2 separate regions of the Drosophila melanogaster genome follow, and region 2 is linked to region 1. A link is a contact called in public Hi-C data. All regions are on one chromosome and are shown on one strand. The core of a region is the stretch at or near the end of the contact, and the rest is flanking DNA. Distances in the headings are between cores, read along the strand shown. Region 1 holds the start of CG2017. Region 2 holds the start of Osi2 (Osiris 2).

Region 1 (7,103 bases), core at 2,157-4,656:
CATTGCAGGATGGCAATGCGCCGCACCTGAACAGCCCGCCCTCACAGTCCAGCACCTTGAAGCTGGAGAGTGACCCCGCGGCGGGTGGTGGTGGCCTGGTCGGTGCCCGGAGTGGCGGGAGCAACCCACCGCTTCTCTACGACGCCATGCCCACGCTGAGTCGCTACGAGCAGCTGGGCCTGAGCATGGCCAGCTATTCAGCCGGAGCGGGCACGGGCGGCAGCAGCAGCACCCTCAGCTCCGCCGGCAGCACGGTGAGCAATGCGATGGCCGCCAACGGAAGTGCGGGCCCGGGTGGCTATGCCGCCCACCTGCACCACACACTGCCCCACAACATGGCTCCTCAGCGGGGCCACGATCCGCTCAACCTGGCCGACTACCTGACCACCAGCAGCCTTATAGACTACGGCCTCAACAAGCCGCCCGCTGCCCACATGACGCTGCCCAAGGGCATGGGTCTGGGCCTGGGGATGGGATTGGGAGTGGGCGTTGGAGCAGGAATGGGCGTCGGTCCTGGACCGGGAATGGGCATGGGCATGGCATCGACGATGGCCGGCACGAGCCTGTCGCCGTCGCAGCTAAACACCATCACGCACAAGTCGGCGGCAGGACGAAACCACATCATCACGGACACACTGCCCGGGCCGGAGAGCTGCGTCTAAGCACCATCCTGTCGTCCTGGCATGGAAACCAAAAGACTGGCGCACAGCAGTAGCCCAAAAACACAGCCGAATCAGAGTGACACCGAACAACTACTAGTCATGTGAAGCTGCGGTCAAGTTTGCGGTGAAGGGGTTGAATGCGTTAGTTAATCCAGGTCAAGCCACCCTTATAAGTTTACTGATTCTACAGACCAAGTTTGAGAGTATGGAGTATAAAGTATACATGGTTTTATAGAAAAATTTAAATCTATTTCGAAGAAGATACGTGTTGTTTTTAGTAAACATTCGGTAAATTTTAAATGTTTATGTTTGTAAAACAACATATCCTAAATTTACGAACTACACTGTAAACTAAATAATTTTAGGATTCCAGAAATCACATTTTGTTAGTTGTATAGCGTTTTGTAAGCTCTATTATCTGATTAATATAAGATTATTCTAAACTAGAAATGAAATGGAGATTATCATTGTCAAAACGAAACTTTCTTAGAATAAATCTGTTGTAAAATTAAAAGTGCTGTAAGAAAGCCAATTTTAAGTTGGTTTTGAGTTTGGTCTTAAGCGAATTTGAAAAGAGGGTACTACCAACTTGACCGCAGCTGTACATTTAAAAACCTTGTTCGACAGCGTCGCTTAGAAGTAATTACTAGATGTAGAGGAGTAGCTAAAGTACGAATATGTATATGTAATACGTGTGTCTGTGTCTCCGTTCGTTTGTAAATGTTTAAGCTAAGTGTAACCGTAGATGTACTTGTATACTATATCCTCCGACTGGTGTAGGTCGTAGCCCCTCCCAGCCCCGCGCCTCGTGGTTCAGTCTTTAATTTAAGGGGCGACCCCCAAGGTGAAACTAATCTTCCACGACCTGTACCCATTGCGAGGCCGAGTGGCTGGGAGCAGGGCTCTCCAACTCGAAACTCGTTGTTGAATCTGTTTGTCCCGGCTAAAGTGAGAAGAACACATCCCCCGGAAAACATAGCCCCTCCTGCCGCAGACGCACTATTTGAACTGCCCTCCCGCAAACGAGATCAAAGTCGGGCCGACCCGAAAAAAGGCAAAGTTATATTGGACACGTCTTGCGCCATTGCGTGCCCAGTGCTGGTCATTATTTAACTTTTAAACACGCGCCAAAAACAGCACCAGATTTGAATTTAATGGTCACAGCAGTTGCTCCCGCTCCCGCTACCGCTCCGGCTCCACTGGCATTAGCAGCGGGGCCAGCCAACAAGTGAGCAATAAAGAAAAGTTTAGAAAAATATCCCAATCCATGCTGCCGGCCGAATCACCAATCCGGAGTACCCCATCCCAAATGAATGGGTATATAGAACTGGGCACGGATTTGTGCGCACGATAGCGCAAAACGATGACAATAAATGGAAAACTTTTTAATAAGCTAATAAAATGATTTATGCGGGTCGAGCGATAAGAGGGATAAAAGGCACGGAGTTCCACTTCCAGATGGCCATTTGATGGGCCCGATTCCGGCCAATTCCGACAGACAGACACCTCATTGACGAACGCCAACCAGTTGGACCTGAGCACGCACACACACACACACATACACAACGAATGTATTCTTGAGCATTATTTATTGGATATTGAATGGGTCGGCCCAGCTCGCAGGATTGGGGCAGTTCAAGAGGGGAGCGTAGCCCCCACCCCCCCACCACCCTATCATCCCCCTTTCATTGGCAATTGTTATCAAGGCATTAGCACATCGGAAATGCTATACGACTATATCATACTCAAGACAAGGGCTAAACGACTATAAGTGTTCTAACGTTTGTCATATCAGTTGGGCGATTCAGTTCTTGACTTTCTATCGAAAAAACGTAATTGAAAAAAAGAAATGTATATGCTAAGTCATCGATAGCGATTAGTAAAATCAATGTAATGTCATAATGTTTAAATGTAAAAGTTATAGCATCCAGGTAACTGGTAGAGCAAATCGTAAACTTCCTCCAAGTTTATACATATATAGTAAAGGTCCCCGCTGTAGATAACCAAAATCGAGTGCCAGTAGTGCAATTTTAAAACGATCCCCAACAACCTGTAGCATCACGACATCCCCATGATCCATGTCGAGGTCAGCAGATACTATTTTATGAGCCTCAGAGAGGTCAACGATGTACATACATACATGCAAGCCCAAGTCCCGAAAACAGACAGACATACATACATATACACATCATTGTAACTGACTACATATGTAAAAATGCTTAAAATATTTGTGATAAAGTAATAATGTTAATGATAAGGAATAAAACGTAAATATATTAATGAGAATACATTGAGTTTGAATTAAAGCAATTCGAGTTGTATTTTCATTGCTGGGAGGCACAAGGTTTCCTAAATTCTTTTTTTAGCAATCTAAAAACGTTACCATATCTTCACTCATTTGAATGATTTTTTGATACCAATACAAAATTATTTTGTAGCAAAGCAGATGTTTTTGAGCTTGCAAGATAGCTCCATCGAGATTGGAATTAAGTTCTATGCTGGCTAATAAACTTATTTGAGTAAAATTTACCAAAACGAATTCTCAACACTAAAGTACTAAAGTAAAGTATGGAAATGTAGGACATGCAGATGACCGCCTTCGCAACCCCATTTATTGTTAAAAATACGTTACTATTTAAATTTGAAAAATGTGTGCCGTTCACAATGGACGCCCCGTCAGCCAGTGTTGGTAAGGGTGCGCAGCAACTGGATAGGTCAGTGTCCAAAAGGGACTAACGCGTGGCGAGCATAAACATCTGTTTGTCGGAGTCACAAAATGTAGGAAGTTTATGGTTTATAATAATTGATTGGATTGCTGGCGCAACTTTGGCGTCCCCGAAATTTGAAGTGTGTTGTGAGTGCTTAACCCACATGAGTGCAAAATTGCCATGGCAACGTGAATCGAACACGAACAGCAACACCCACACAGAGACCATTGAAGATCCGCGCATTGTGGCGCAGTATTGCATCAGCAACTGCGTAAGTGCAGCACATTGACTCCATTTTTGTTTTGCTGATGAAATCGCAGCGCGATTTTTGTTTCTTGTGAAATTCCGCTCTATGCTTGCCAAGCTTTTGTTTGTTGGTTGCATGAATTCGGTAAACGCGACAGTTACTTCCCGGAATTCAAACGGAAAGGAGCTTTCCGCGAAGCGTCCTCAATCAATTTCGAGATAGAGATAGAGAATAATAACGCAGCTGACGCGGTCAAAACAAAAGCGCTTGTGTAGAAAATCAAATGCGAAGCAAACGCGGCGAGGACAAGACGCGAAAAGCTGTCAAAACTACGCGCCGAAAAAGGAAAGGGTCTGGTCGATCAGAAATCCGCTACGCAACACAGATTGCGTATCTACATAAAACGTAATAATTTAATTGTGTGGGAGTTATCTCACAATTAAGAAGGTTCGTTTTTAAACTAAGTTTCCTTATTTGAACAACAATCGTAGAACTAAAGAGGTGTGTTTGAATTGTGGAAAGCCAAGCATTAATTGTTGAATAAAATTATCAAACGTCGCGGCTTCGCATCAAAATCGTGAAAAAGTTAACTTTTATAGTTCCAGTGTCGAAGGACGTAATGGCGTGTGACGTAATTAAACATTGTATATCCTGCCTTCTAATTGCAAAAATAAAGTAATTAGAATTAAAACCTATAAATTTACCATTTATCGTTAGCTTTAGTAATTAAATAGGTTCGTAATAACATCCCGCATTAAATATTTAGGTAACTTTCTTCTTGTGGAAATTCACTAAGTTAATTTTTTTAAGCTCAACCCCCACTTGCTAAACAAAAAATACGTTCCATGAAAGAACTCAAACGCCCTAGGGTAAGGTATTGCGAAAGCTTTTGAAGTATTCAGGTGCTTGTTCTTCGGTCAACAAAGCAAAACAATCGGGAGCAGGTTATAAACAAAATCGAAAGGCACCCAAAAGCGGAGAGCACAAGTACGCACACAACTACGAACTACAACTACAAAGCACAGCACTCAGAACCCAGATAGCCGAACGAACAACAAATTCGACCTGGGCAAATGAAAAGCGCAGCCAAAATCGATATTTTGTGCCAGCGTCGCGCGCAAATAGGAGCTGCTTTAGCGCTTAATATCTCGAATAAACTCGAGCGGATTGGTTTGATTAGTGAGCCAAATATAGGGATTATCTGGTAAGATGTTTGGAACTTGTCGTATTATCGACCTTCTGTTCCACCTGCCCCCGCGCGTGGGCTCGAAACAACGGCCAGAGTCGTGGCAAACATAAACAAGCATTTTCAAGGTCGCTGCAAGTCAAAGACGGCCAAAAAAACAAATGGGGAAAATTTCAGTTTTGATGGATACACATAAGCAAACGGTTCCATCAAAAAGATACATAGAAGTTGAAAAATAATTGTTTTTAAAGTGAAACAAATGACGTGGTGTCGAAATAAAATTAAAAAAACTTTAGTACAATATTAAAAGTTATTTCAACCCAATTATATTGGGTAATTCTCAGACTAAATACAGTACAGTATGAGTAAACAAATCAAATAATATTTACTTATGCATGTATCTCATTGCTATTATTTCAGCCACGGCTGTTCGAAAATCTGTATGTATGTACATAAGTATGTACATATGTACATTTTCGATGTCGCAATTGGCCCAAAAAATGTTTTCTTCTCAAGACAAAGAGTTCCTTTGTCTAAACAGAATTTTTACCATTTACCTCATCTGAATTTTGTATTTATATGATCCACGCTTCCCTTTTGCAGCAACACATTATGGAGTCCTTCCTGAGTCTCTTTGATCCCAATCAGGACGACGGCTTCGAGGAAGAGCCCGAGCTCAATGGCAACAGCAGCGGCGGCGGAAGCAGCAGCAGCGACTATGAGACGGACGCCAATGCCAACGAGTGCAGCGTAGTGAGCGGGATGCCCACCGAGCGGGGCAACCTGATCTTCGACTTCGAGCAGGGAATGCTGCCACCAGAGCCGCAGCTCGGAAATGTGGAGTACAAGCTGAAGCTGGTCAACCCGTCGAAGCAGCGATTCGAGCACCTGGTGACCCAGATGAAGTGGCGTCTGCGCGAGGGAAACGGCGAGGCCATCTACGAGATTGGAGTATCCGACGCCGGCTATCTGCAGGGACTCAGCGACAAGGACATGAATGCCTCGCTCACCACGCTCAAGCAGATGGCCCACAGCCTAGGAGCCAGTACCTCAGTGCTGCGGCGAAAGACCATCGCCGCCCGACGCGCCGTCGCCGAGGTACTGGTCCGTAAGATCCCCGACGACCAGCACAACATCGAGGTTCGGGTGGCGGTGCTCGGCGGAGCTGATGCAGGCAAATCCACTTTGCTGGGCGTGCTTACACAGGACGAGCTGGATAACGGACACGGCCGGGCGCGGCTCAATATGTTTAGGCACATGCACGAGATTCAGTCTGGTAATATGTCGTTATAAGCACTAAACACAGATATAAATTAAATTAAGATGTTTGGCATCCATTTTAAATTGTCATCAATAAGGAATATATCAGTTGTACTACATTATTCATACATCTCTCGTTTACAAACTTTTTTTTAAATTATATTTATCACTCACAAAGTCCGGTTTGTTTGCTTGAAAATTACCAATTTGCTCCTCTTTTCCTTAAGGCCGCACCTCCTGCATCTCCCACGAGACGCTTGGCTTCGATGCACTGGGTAATGTGGTCAACTACAAGTACAATGAGATGATGACGGCAGAGGAGATTAGCGACAGGTCCAGCAAGCTGGTTACCTTCATGGATCTAGCCGGACACCGACGCTACATGCGCACCACCGTGCAGGCACTGAGTGGATACTCACCCCACTACGCCATGCTGGTGGTATCGGCGGGCAGCGGTTGCAACGACACCACCGAGGAGCACTTGGCTATCGTGCGGGCACTGGACATGCCCTTCTTTGTATTGGTCACGAAGACAGATATCACATCGCCGGACGCGACGGTACAGGAGTTGTGCAACCTGCTCACCACCATTGGGTGCCGGAAGGTTCCCTTTGTGGTGACCAACACGGATGAGGCCATCTCCGCCGGGTCAAACCAGATCTCCGAGAACATTGTGCCCATCTTTTGCGTATCGAATGTGACCGGCACGGGACTCAACCTAGTCACAAAGTTTCTGTACGTCCTTTCGCCCGGAATCAGCAACGCCGAGAAGGATCGACTCGAGCAGGAGTCTTGCGAGTTCCAGGTGGACGAGATCTTCCGGGTCTCTGACGTCGGACCCGTTGTGGGCGGTCTACTTGTCCAGGGCGTGCTGACCGAGAATATGGCAATGAAGATTGGTCCGCTTCCCGATGGTAGCTTTCATCCCGTTACTGTTAATACTATCCACCGAAACAAGGCTCCTTGCCGAGTTGTCCGAGCTGGTCAGAGCGCTTCGCTGTCTTTCAGTATGGATCAGGATGTGCCCACGCTACGAAGTG
Region 2 (7,103 bases), core at 1,662-4,161, 350 kb before region 1:
ATCCGGCACGAGCCGCAGTCATTTGGCTAATTGTGACAGCTTACCGTTCGGCCCTTCGGAGTCCATATTTCAGCAGCTGATTCCACTCGTCGTCGTCGCCACGTGGCTCCTCGGAGTACTCGAATGGCTCCTGCAGCAAGGACCTCTGCTGGGTTTCTGGCAGTCGCACCACACGAGCAAAGTCGGAGAGCCTGGAAGTTAAAGGGATTCTTGATTAGCCTTCTCGTCAAGTGGTGTGTAACGCAAGAAAAATATGCCTATAAAAGTACGCCTTAACAAACCATTTCCCTCTAGATGAAATTCAGGTCGAGAAACTATATTTTTTACGTTGAGATTGTTAAGGAAGCCATTCTTTTCAAGTTACCGTTCAAGGGAAAATATGAAAGAGGCATCACTAGGAGATTCCTCTTCCCCAAAGACAGCAAGCGATTATTCCGTTTATAGTTGTATATACAATCATAGCGCTTACTTGTACTGGTCCTTGAAGAAGATCTCGTCGAAGGTGTTGAGCGCCTGAGTCTTGAAGCACTCGGAGAGGTCGCCGCCGAGGCAGTTGCTGTTGGTCCTGGCCAGGAAGGGATCGTTGTCGTTGCCCAGGCCAAAGATGCTGAGCAGGGAGGAGCGTCCGCGTTCCTCGCCAACTCCTGGCTGCTGTGCCTGTGGAAACTGTTGTTGCTGCTGGGGTTGCTGGATCTGCTGAGCCGGTGGCTGCGGTGCGTAGACTTGCTGGATGTTGTTGGACGACTGCTGGTCCGGAAGCCGAAGACCTTCGCCAGCCACCAGAGTGGCGAGGGCCAGAAAGATGAGCGCTCTCATTGCCATGGCTGTAAGCAGGAGAAGATGAAATGACTTAAACAAAGCTACTGGCACAAGTTTCGTTCGAGCCGCTGAAGTTTTCTCTCAATCACCCGATTATTCCAGCATTTTTGGCTCCGTCTCGCGATGTCAAAAAAGAAGTGTATATAGGCAACTATTTGGCTACTGCTTATTGGCTTAACGGATCGACTCTCCACTTAAAACTGACACACTTTTCACATGGCTTAGCGGTCCCGATGGCTCACTGTGCAATTAACCGCTCAAACGTAATAACTCTCGCTTTCAAGCCAACTTGACCACGGCTTACCACTCTTTGCTCTTCGGTGTTTACTGCTAACTCGACTTTGGTTTGCTTAAATTTCTCGTGGAGCTTTCTGCACCCAAAAATACAGATAAACCCACAGATGAGTTGGACCCAAAGTGAAATGCCGGCGGACCGGTTTGCCGGCTTAACCCTTTGTCGGCAATGAGGCGGGAAATGCTCGTAATTGAATTCCGTGCTAGAGCGCATAAACAGCGGGCCTAATGTGCTTTAAAAAGGTCAGCTCAGTCTGGTCAAGCAGAAGTGCAGTGAGGCGTTCCTAATGCGCATTATTGACAGTGGTTCGCATACTAACGGTAGGCGATAAAATGTCTACGAGATATGTACTAACTCTTGGTCATAACAAATTATGTAAAATAAAAAAGGATTCGCAATAAAATATCTTTCATTCTTTGCCATTTCTTTATATTTCGTAACTTTAAATTGGATATATAGAGACATTAAAAGAGTTTCAATCCCAAAAAGGAAATTTCCATTCGACATGTGGCCCAACCACTGTATTAAGATGGACGCCAGCTGAAATCGCACGCGAAAAGTTCGTTATGCTTCAGGGGCTTTTTTGGCCAGTTGCTTTTACTTTCGTTAGGCTTTCGTTATTTGGGCCAAATACAGACCGGGACTGGGACTCATCAGCGCGACGCTTGTGTGGCAATCCGCTAGTGGTATAGGCGAAACTAACAAAGAATTCGGCTCGCCCACCAACTTTAAAGAACTTCAATGTCCACGAGAAGAAAAGTTTGTGGGACGCCAAAGAGTATGCAACGAAAAACGCTTTATGGCGCGAAAGTGAAAAGTTTATGGCAATGGAAAGTCAAGCACCCGAAAGCACACAATAAATTGCGGATGTTTATGAGGAATCGTAATTGGATGGGAATGGGTGCGGAAGATTTATGGATTAGTGAATCATTATCGCTTCACGGCGAATATTTTGCACAGTCGGAGTGGTCTTTGCATGGCTATGTCGAAAGCGGTAACAAATTTTGGTCACTGTGTCTGTTGTGTTTGTTTCGCTATTTGTTTTGCTTTTTCATTTGCATTCGCCATTGAAGGTCAATGAAATGTGGACTGGTGATGGTCGGTATTACGAAATTACAGTGGCAATAAATGGAAATGATGGCTTTATCGGGTCGAAAGATTTAACAATTTATGTACACCCTTGAATAGCTCTCGTTTAGCAATGACTATGCCTATTTTGAACTTCTACTACTATTTTAACAATAAGATAAATACAAGTCTGCATTCGTTGAAAATAGCACTCCCTAAACGACTATCTACTAATCTGAATGATATTCAATATATTTAATGAACCTTAAAAACAGTGGCCTTTAATTCATTTACCGTATAAATTAAACTATTGTACATTAAATTTACACATGGCCATGCTTGAAATTATATTAATTTTCTTTGCAAAGTGTTCCAATAATCACAGATATAAGGACTTCTCTGTTCAGAGAACTGAATTTTCAGAAAATTTTAAATTTGCAACCGCTTTATTAAAGTACGGTTAAAAGTTATTGGCCACAATCGAATGGTCGTTTAAATTGGTAATGCAATGCTGGCGTTTCCCACATCTATATTATTTGCTTATTACACAATTTATCGCAGTTCATTTCACTTCACTTCACACAATTTTACATTCTTTTTTCGAACGGTTTTTTCCGCTGTTTACCTTTTGCTGTTTCCTATAAGCGCCTGGGGTGATTTTGGTTAGGTATATCCTTGACGCGTTTTCCGAGCGACTCTGTCTTTCTGCTGGCCGAAAGCGACTGTGCCGTGGCTGCTGGACGGCAAAGATTTTATATGAAATGCGAGAAGTGGCGAGAGGAGGAGTCGGTGGCGAAGTCAACACATGGAGACAATAGCCCAGCCACTGTCGTCGCTTTTGGCCCGCAACGATGATGGCTAAGAGGCAGATCTCAACGCGGTCGCACTTGCGGTAGGTTGTGGATACGATCAGTCGATCGGGTTTACTTTTGACTCCGTGGGTGAGAGACAACGACCTGTGCTTCTTCGCGTCCGGCTGGGCGAGTCGAGCGTTCGTGTGCCTTGAGAAAATCCCAAAATTATTGTGGCGCACGTCGAGGCCTTGGCTTTAATTCGAGTTTGATTTAAAGAGCCAACAAACTGTTCAAGTGACTCATTCCGGGAAAACGTACGTCACAGTCGCAGGGATTATGCAACTCTTGGCCTCTTGCCTCACATACGATTATTACTTTTACTGCAAACTGGTTTTTGGAACGCCCACGTTTAAAGTCAGGGCGAAATGCGAACCAGAGGAACCTGCATCCAGTGAGTTTTTGCATTGTCTGCAATTTCCTGCGGCGGCAACTGTGGGCCAATCGTGGGGCAACTGGGCAATTCCCCATCTGGCTGCCACAAAAATCAAAACAGGCGGCACTGCTGCGGGTTTTCCCGCTGCCACACTCGCACGATTTCCCGATTTTCCTCGGTCAGCGGAGGCACGATCTGCCAACGAGGCCGCAAACAGAAGCCCGCCGGCGGAAATTGTTTCCGTCAGTTCGAGGGCACTTGTGTGCGGAGGCGTGGCCGGGTGCAAGGCTGCGGTCGGAGACGCTTTTGTTTTGCCGGACATGTTGCCCAAGCCGCGTAATTGAATCATCTACTTGGGCAGCCCTTTAAAGCATCTGACCAGAACATTCCGCATACATATGTAAACGTAAATAACTAGAAAAGAAAAAAAAAGGAGAAAATCCGGTAACAGAAGAGCTAAACACAATATTTGCAGCACTTCCTCTTCCACTGCACAGATTTGCGCCCTAAATAAATAAACCTAGCTCAAATTTCCGAAAATATATTTACGAAACAATACTACAAGTCGAAGCGAAACGCAGTAGTCAGTAGTAGTGGTATCTTTTATTAAATATGTATTACTTCATTGTCCACTTTTAATTAAACGAGACATTCCAGCACTATTAGTATTCAGGTATCATATACTCAAATTATTAACAAACTGCATGTTTTAAGTAAAATACTATAGCACACATTTTTCCAAAGTCATTCCGCCGACTTTTTTATATGATTTCTTAGTCTTTTGTTAGTGCAGATTCAAGGTTCTATACTTGTGTAAAATATAGATATTTTATCAAAAACGTTTGACAACATATCTTGCGAAAAATACAAATTGACTAACTAGTTTCGATTGCTTATTGTCACTAGGATCACTTCATTAAAGCTGAAAGCAATGAACCACTTAAAAGCACGTAACTTACATATAAATGCATATACTTACCAGACACTCAAACACATGTTTGCTTGTAATTAAGTTTCTTGCTGCCCCAAGTCCTTTAGATATTTCTGTATAATGCAAATGTTTGCACTAAAATAGGAAAGGTGTTTTCGAGCTGGTGTCGTCAGGCAAGCTCTTTCTCCATGCAACCAATTTAAACAGGAATTCGCTTAAGAAGCCATGCCCTTGTTTCTTCGCCCAATCAAGCGCAAAGAGATTTCAATAAGTTTGGTTTATTTCTGGTGGTACAACATGATTTTGTTGAATAATTTAAGGACATTGAACAATGCTCGCTGACTAATCGCATAATAACAACAGAATAAATAGTTAAAAATAGTCGGGTTAGGTTTAAAAATAGTCGTAGGCTAGAAATAAATACTTAAAATTCAGCTAAATGGCTAAAAATAACAGCATCCTCCAGTAATTGGTGCTGGTGCTAATTAAACTACGAAACAAACTTTTCTATTTACAGCGTATTAATGAAGCCCCGTCCCTGCCCCTGCGCACCAACCCCCACCCGCCGCCGACAGCTGCCGTCTGACGAACCTCTATATATGGCTAGGCTATCCTATCTAAAGTACGATTTGCATAATTACACCGCCCATCCCCAGAAGGCAGGCATCCGTCAGACGGACTTTTGACGTGACTCCCACGAACTTTGCTGTCATCTCGACCCCATACCGTCCGAGAGATGGCTCCGAGACCTTTAGACCCCGTCTACGCCAGCTTGCGGGCCTGGACCAGTTTGTTGATGTCGTTGTAGGTGGACAGCATTGCCGGGTTCTCGAGGTCCTTCAGCTCCTTGCACTTGGCGAAGGACTCGTCGCAGTCGACGCCGTCCTGACCGTCCTTCGCCGCTCGCATGTACTTGAAGAATCGCAGGATGTCCGGGTTGTCGGAAGTAGGCTTCCGCAGCTCGTTCAGTTCCCTAAAAGTGGGAGTGACGGTAGTTGAATTAAATGTAAAGCACACAAATGTTAAAGCTATTAATATGAATAAGTGATTTCTGTGACTGCCTAAGTTAGAAAGCTCATTCGTTGATCTCCTTTGAGAAGCGTCAGCAGATTTTGATTGTTTCAATGTTATTAATTTTGTTAACATTAAAATTAAAAATGTAGACAATTACAGGTAGCTTAATTAAAAGCTGACATGGTATTAATATTAATCTTATTAATATAAAACATAAATAAGGCAACCAAGCATACCGATACACGTACTGACACCTTAAGCTTTCATTTAAATTTCGATTGATGGTTATTTCTACCCTTATTAATTTGGCCTCGACTAAAGGCACTTTACTGAAATGAAATAAGGAATGGTATTCCTTTAATCAATACCCTACTGTAATTGCTCAACTGCGATTAATTACGGCATACTTTCGGGCGGAAACCGAACTCACCTGCTTTTTTTTTTTTTTTTTTTTTTTTTTTTTTTTTTTTTTTTTTTATTTATTTAGAAGCGATGAATCAATACAATGCAGTAACAGTAACATAACAGCGCAATTAACATATAAAAGATAAAACCAAACCTCTCACTAATCATGTGAGGACTTACAACACTCACCTGCTGAGTTGAGCTGAGACCAGGTTGCTGTACGGAGCATACTTCGCGGGGTTGGCGTACATCAGGCAGATGAGTTTCTCGCGGCAAGCTTCGTTCTCCGGATTCAATTTGAGCTGGGCAAACACCGAGTCCAGGCGGGACAATAGTGGACTGTAGAAGGGGTCATAGTTGGACAGCAAAAGCGACGAGCTGGGCACCTTCTGGAAGCTCTGGAACGTGTTCATCACGGCCGGCGTTGGTTTCTTCGTCATTCCTGGAGCTCCGCCACCAGCTCCGGCGCTGAAGGATCCTGACATGCTCTGGGAGTTTTTGAAGGAGGCAGCGCCAATGCTCTGCAGAGCACTCAGATAGGTGTCCTGCATCATCTGCTGACCTCCATAGCGCGACAAAGTGGCCTGGTTCACCGAGTTCCCATTGACCTGGGCATATTGCGCCTGCTGCTGTGATGCCTCTGCAAGGTAAAAAAAATCGGAATAACTATCATCTAGACAACATCTTCTATTTCAGATGGCCCACCTGCATTGTACTCGTAGCCGGCTGGCGTTTTGCCCTCGTCCGCCAGGGAAAATTTGCTGTCATCATCGAAATTCATGCTGTTGTCCCGGAAGTCCAGTTCTTGTGGCGGCTCAATGGGGCGGATAAACAACGGCACCGACCCAGCCGAGCCGGAAGTGATGCCTAGCCCAAAGTAATACAAATGTTTAAATTTATTCAAGTGCCTTAAGCCGATGTACTTACCCTTGCCAATCAGTCGGCTTACACTGCTGATGATGGTTGGCAGGAACATGGCGAAGAGCACGCTCTTCAGCACTTGCAAACCCATATAGATGGGCCACATCACCTTCTTCAAACCTGTAGTGGAAAATGGTATGTTGTTAATTAAGTTAACAAGAAGCAAATACCAAGCGAGAATCAATGACGTAAAGAAATTCAGTGTTGGTTTGATTACAACTGATTGAGATACTGTTGTGAGTAACGATGTTTGAGGTATCCGATTTTTCTTTCTGTTTTTAGTCACTTTAAAGTTGTGGTATAAATATTTGTTGATCTGTACTAAATTTTTACTTAATTTATTTTCTGCTTCAGGAATGGTTTTTCATGGAGAAGACATTAAATATGTCAGGCAAATGTTGTTATTAAAAAATTAAGTTTTAT

What was found. Hi-C and Micro-C count contacts between places; a contact is called where the count stands out from the background.
Region 2: a contact with region 1 is called in a Hi-C map of the Kc167 cell line, with 2.3 times the contacts expected there. The contact joins the promoter of Osi2 here to the promoter of CG2017 in region 1. A contact is called at or near these places in 2 of 107 Hi-C or Micro-C datasets (the Kc167 cell line and embryo) and 1 of 6 datasets of contacts at active chromatin or transcription factors (the Kc167 cell line).

The regions. Positions count from the first base shown.
Region 1 is chr3R:5,858,708-5,865,810 of dm6, reverse strand. CG2017 reads left to right here and starts at 3,406. Exons shown (of 4, transcript NM_169117.2): 1 at 3,406-3,440; 2 at 5,407-6,079; 3 at 6,291-7,103. The coding sequence starts at 5,416. side-III (sidestep III) reads left to right here. Exons shown (of 18, transcript NM_001043216.2): 18 at 9-2,946. The coding sequence ends at 662. It also overlaps asRNA:CR46133.
Region 2 is chr3R:6,205,181-6,212,283 of dm6, reverse strand. Osi2 (Osiris 2) reads right to left here and starts at 2,911. Exons shown (of 5, transcript NM_001275374.1): 1 at 2,808-2,911; 2 at 470-824; 3 at 45-191. The coding sequence starts at 822. It overlaps Osi24 (Osiris 24), which reads right to left. Exons shown (of 6, transcript NM_141363.2): 3 at 6,687-6,800; 4 at 6,465-6,626; 5 at 5,949-6,399; 6 at 4,606-5,313. The coding sequence ends at 5,103.